2 separate regions of the Mus musculus genome follow, and region 1 is linked to region 2. Evidence: chromatin contacts called from public Micro-C data. All regions are on one chromosome and are shown on one strand. The core of a region is the stretch at or near the end of the contact, and the rest is flanking DNA. Distances in the headings are between cores, read along the strand shown. Region 1 has its middle 55 kb from the start of Nmu. Region 2 overlaps Nmu (neuromedin U).

The links. A called contact is a pair of places that touch in the nucleus more often than the background predicts.
Region 1: a Micro-C map of muscle stem cells shows a contact between it and region 2, with 1.9 times the contacts expected there. The contact joins two enhancer-like sites. A contact is called at or near these places in 1 of 39 promoter capture datasets (macrophages), 2 of 15 datasets of contacts at CTCF or cohesin (CD8 T cells and the NIH/3T3 cell line), 4 of 484 Hi-C or Micro-C datasets (embryonic fibroblasts, muscle stem cells, nephron progenitors and 1 more) and 2 of 115 datasets of contacts at active chromatin or transcription factors (embryonic fibroblasts and embryonic stem cells).

The regions. Positions count from the first base shown.
Region 1 is chr5:76,417,745-76,420,444 of GRCm38.p6, reverse strand. No RefSeq gene overlaps it. Among named protein-coding and RNA genes, the nearest start is that of Nmu, 55 kb to the right of the region's middle. Within about 2 kb of position 1,299, at least 26 of the 459 cell types and tissues checked have an H3K27ac peak or open chromatin away from gene starts, as enhancers often do. A contact at or near this core is called in muscle stem cells, where this site is marked.
Region 2 is chr5:76,344,915-76,347,614 of GRCm38.p6, reverse strand. Nmu (neuromedin U) reads left to right here. Exons shown (of 10, transcript NM_019515.1): 4 at 2,117-2,176. Gm34175 (a long non-coding RNA gene) reads right to left here. Exons shown (of 3, transcript XR_389299.2): 2 at 739-893; 3 at 1-128. Among named protein-coding and RNA genes, the nearest start is that of Gm34175, 3.7 kb to the right of the region's middle. Within about 2 kb of position 1,399, at least 43 of the 459 cell types and tissues checked have an H3K27ac peak or open chromatin away from gene starts, as enhancers often do. A contact at or near this core is called in muscle stem cells, where this site is marked.

The DNA of each region.
Region 1 (2,700 bases), core at 50-2,549, 73 kb before region 2:
CTATTGAAATGTATATATTTCATAAAATAAACTCTCAGCTATTTTATGACTATTACTTAAAAGTGTAGCTCGATCAAAGAAAAGTAGAATGGATTGCAAGGTTGTGTGTATGGGAACACAGTGAAACTCTTTTACTTTGTGACTTAGGGTTTTAATTGTTCCTTTGCATAGAGGGTTCAAGAGCACTATCAGGAAACATTCGGCTTCCTAAGTCACAGGTTTCCTGTAGAAAAAAAATACCTGTTAACCTTTATTTTTATTTTATGTGTTAGGTATGCTGGCTAGTTCTATCACAACTTGACACAAGCTATTGCCATCGGAGAAGAGGGAAACTTCAGTGGAGAAATGGCCCTTACCAGACTGACCTGTGGGCAAGCCTGTGGCATGATTTCCTAATTGGTGATTTATGTGGATGACCCAGCCCTTTGTACAGTCTGAGACCTATGACTACACTCACTACTTGGAGAAGCTGAGTCACTTCTTTCAGACTTGTTTTCCATGTAGAAATGTGGAAATTTATACAGATACTTATATTTAAATATGTACTTATAATAGTACATCCTTCATTGGAATGCTGTAGATTAAATAAAATAAGAGAAAACCTTATCATTATTCTACTTCCGGTACCTTAAAATGGTGCCCAGCAATTCATAGCTAGTAAGTATTTGCTGAATAAGTGAATGATGGAACGTATAGTACAGATAAAGAGACTAAAACTGATGTATAAAAAACATAAGTTTGCATCTATTTCTGGAACCTTCTCTTATTCTGCCATTCTCTCTGTTCTTGGAGCGCCTCCAGATCAGGCAGGCCAGTAGCATTGTGCGCATGCTCAAGCGTCAGTTCTTCAGGAAAGATTCGTTTTTAGATTGTATAACATACGATGCACGCTATAGCTAATACATCTTCTGCATCTCTGTGTATTTGTTCTACATATGGCTCATGTTCTCACCACAACTTATTTCAAGGCAGCTACCTATAGCATTATCTCTGAATGAGGACGCCATTTGACTAGACTGTGAGGCGAGACTAGACTAGAGACACTTCAAGACTATTCGCCGAGCAGCCTAAAAGTAGCTCAGTTTATTTTTATTCCACTTTTTCCCCCCTTCATTTGGATACAACAGTATTCAGAGAGCTCATTTGTGCGTATGCCTCCTTTTTACGTCATGAACTTTTTTTTTTTTTATAAAGAGAATGAAGGCTCAGAGAAAGGAAATAAGAAACACAGACTACTTTTGCCAGTAGGGAGTCTCTAATCCAAGAAGAAAGACAGACCACAAAAATGCATGACCCACTTAGTGAGTGAGTATACGCTGGATAGAGTTACCGCATCCCCACACACTGGGAGAGAGAGCAGAATATGTCTGTCTGCTGAGTCCCTAAATCAAGGTGTAGAGAGTCGAGCTGATTGGTGCCTTGAGTTGGAGCCACACCTACTAGGAAGGCCTGTTGATCTTAAGTTGCAGACTCAGGTCACAGGCTTAACAGCATCTGAGAAACAGGAATCTGCCCCTTTCAAGCACCTTTGCCAAGAATAACCATGCTATGATATAATACATCAATTCCAGGGGGGGGGGGGGAATCAGCCATTGTTGATGCGGGCAGAAGCGACTCCTGTGTGACTGGTCCAGCAGCGAGCAGTGTTGCGGAAACTCTGGCATTTCCTGTCCTTTCCATGAAGGATCAAGAAACACTTTGTGGGAATTTTTGCTATTGTGGTTTTGGAGTCTGGGTCTCATGGCCCACGTTTTTCTATGGAGAGAATGAAGCCACGGCGACAGGGCAGAAGGAGTGAGGTAGGTTAGAGGGGGACTTAGCTTCAGTGCTTAGAATCACTTCTAATTGGCTCTGTAGCTCCCGAAGCTGTATCAGAGCACGCTCGGTTCTGAGTGATGTAACCTGTTTCTAACTGCTGCAGCCTTGACACTAACATCTGACCCACATAGGTGTGCTGGGTACACCTAGTTCCAGATAACTCAACAATATGCTTAGATCACCTTGCCTCACTCAGCCTCCTGCCTCAGCCTTTCCCTTCCTTCAAGAGGACTCTGACAGCCAGGAGACCAATCAGCAGCCGGTCTGCAGATGCAGCTTTCTCTGTTACCAGATTCTCACACTCATCACCACTGTGCACCTGCCTCTGTGATCGCCGAGTCTGGTGCTGGCTGTCCAGAGACAACCCTAACAGTCTCCAGCCTGTGGGAAATAGTCAAATTAGCCAAAGCCAAAGCGACTTATCCCCTGCCCCTCCAGACCCTCCCCTGGACCTAAAGCTCTCTGGCCCTCAGCCCCCATCCGTCTACACCGTGGTGGACTCTGGTACTTTCTGGGACAGCTGTTGTCAGGAGCCATCCTTTCAGAGCAACCACCCTGTAATAGGGTCTCCTTGTTCCTCAGATTTTCTACCACTACACTGTATTTGAAAACAATTGGGAACTGGTCTCTTCTAAGCCCTCTTAGCTATGGTGGGAACTCGGAAATATGAGAATTAGGAACTATGGGAGAAAATGTCTTGGTTGCGAGGACTCTTAGCTTTGCTTTGCTGGGAAGACTTCCCCCCAACCCCCACCCCCATGTTTTTTGAAGAACAGCTTCTTGTGGGGTCAGTGTTGTCCTCAAATGATACCACGCCTGACAAGACCTTCAATTTCGGAATCCATGTCTATCTGTCATAGGTTTTCCTCTGACCTTGTTCTA
Region 2 (2,700 bases), core at 150-2,649:
ACAAGTATAGTCCTCTTCAATATACAAGTATAGTCCTCTTCAATTGAGATGCATCTTTGACATGGAACATAGCCAACTACCTTTTGGTTGTTGTTGTTACTTTGGATTTTGTGGCATTTCTATATGGGCTATTTGAGGGGAAAAACAAACAAACAAACAAAATCAAAAGGAGTTAGGAGTTTTTATTACCAGATTGTCATAGATCTACCTGAAGGGGCCAAGTAGGGAAGAACTTACCAGACTCGGTACTTTATTCAGCCCCTCTTAGCTGCTGGCTGGGCCTCAGTGGTAGAGCATTAACCAGCACGTACATACGAGATACCCCAAGACCATGAAACAACTGAGAAATAGTCAACTATACATCAGTGGACAGTGATGAGCCCTCCAAAGCATCTTCATGGGTAGAAGGCCTGGCTCCCAGGCCACTCTCTGTCAACTATAATCTCTTAAGGTACTGGAGAAGTCACCATCTTGTAGGCCCTCACTTCCTCTCTACAAAAGAGCAGCATGCCCTGTCCTATGTGCCTTGTGTTTTAAGAACAGAATGGAAATTGTGTACAGGAAAGTATTTTGTAACGCGTTGAAACTCCATGTATACATGGTTCATCTTGTACTATCAATATATATCCCAACAAGTTGTCTGGAAGACAAATAGATGGGAGGGAGGAGACAAAACCAGACCTCTGTGGAGGAAGGATCTGAAGGGTACTGCATGGTAGCTCCAACTTTGTTTCTCACCTCAGCCATCCTAAGTAGGTGTGGAACGATCTTCTCTTACAGCTTCTGAATCGAGAGTACCCGCAGTGGTAAATTAAACCAAAGGGCTTGTCCTGCCCTTAATCCGGTCAGGAACTTCCTGCAGTGACATCACCCCTGATTTCTGGCTAAAGAAACTAAAGTTTTGAGAGATTAAGTAACCACTGTAGAAAGGGAGTAGCAATGGGATCCACACTTCTGATCTCAGGCTGTTCACCTTCTCAGCCCATGCTTTAACACTATTCACATTGCCTCTCTGTGCCCCGGCTTCTCATTACTTCAGAAATGAACTTATTAAGGAACCATTGGCTCACAGCAGACTCTGCTAGGTCCTGTGCAAAGCTGGGTTTGCCCTTGCTTGTCCATTTGAGCCACTCCCTACCACGCCCAACTGACTGCCAACCACAGGATTCCTGCCCTAATTCTGCCCTCTGATGCTCTGACAAACCTGATCCTGGGGTGTGCAGTCAGCAGCCTGCAAAGGGTGGAACTCAGACTAGCACCACACACGGGCTTCTTGTCCTTCAATCCCCATTGTTTGAGAGCAATTGCAGGATTTTCAAATTAGCCAGTAATGAGTAATGTTCAGTGAAGCTCACAGCTTTGGCATGCACATGCATTTCCCTACAAGCCAGGAGACTAATCCCTAGCTGGCACTGCCCAGGTTGTCTTAGTCATAGAGTTCCATGGTGTCTCTGTGAGTGTTGAGAACTGTGTAAGTGGGCCACAGTGTAACCTCAACTGCCTCAACTGCTGCATAGCTGCTGCAGAGAAAGATTTGTTTGGTTGTTTGTTTTATGTGTGCTCAAGTTTATGTGCGAGTGTGTGTGTGTGTGTGTGTGTGTGTGTGTGTGTGTGTGTGTATGTGTGGTCTATGTACACGGGAATGCATGCCCATGTTCACCCGAGCAGACACCAGAGGAAGACATGAGGCATCTTCCTCCATTGCCTTCCACCTTGTTTTCTGAGTCGAGAATCCCACAGAACCCAGAGTTTGCCATTGTGTCTAGACTGACCCAACAGCCATCTCCTAGTATCTACCTGTCTCCATCCCAGTGCTGGAGTAACATACTCATGTAGCTATGCAAGACTTTTATGTAGGGGCTGGGGATTTGAACTCGAGTTCTCTTGCTATCTCAGCCAACTTTGCCACCTGCCCAGCCATCACCTTGGCCCGAGGATGTTTTAGATCGATCTGAGAGCAATCAAGAGGACTCCTGCAGAGTTTCACAGTACTGCAGCAAGACACCTTTGCAGTGCTGATAGGCTATCCTTGTGCTTCCAACATCTGGAATCTCACCCCCTGTGCAGATATAGTGCAAAGTGAAACATAGCCCATGTGTTCTCTTGTCTGCCTTAGGCATCTGTTGCACTGAGGGAGCTTTGCCGTATAGTGATGGAGATTTCCCAGAAGCCTCAGGTAAGGCTCTGCTTAAGTCCTGTAGGCAGTCCACCAACCAAATGACTTGAAGTTCCTTCTTGAAATGTACACAATTTAGGAAGGCTGTCAGCACTAGCTACAGGACACACTGACTGGAAATAAGAAGCGGATACTTCCGTTTCTCTGTTAGGATAGTATTGGTGGAGTTCATACTCAGCTAACTGGGAAATCACACGTCTCCTGCAAGCATGAAATGTGGTCTGATAGAGGAAATTTATCATCATACTGTTTTAATTTTTCTCACACGTGTATATAATTGGGGACAAGAATGAAACTAAGTTGCTACATTTTTATGGTCTGCACTTAGGACATGATATTTTGTTGTGGCCTAGGACCTAAGAATAGAAAAATATAGCTGGGGAGAGCACTTGGCTGGGATGTGAGGCCTGAGGTTTTGTTCTGGCACTGGGAAAAATAACCAAGCAAACAAACCAACAAGCAAACAAGCCAACAAGGAGGAAGGACAAACTGGCCAACCGCACTGTCAGTGTTGGTTTGAAAGT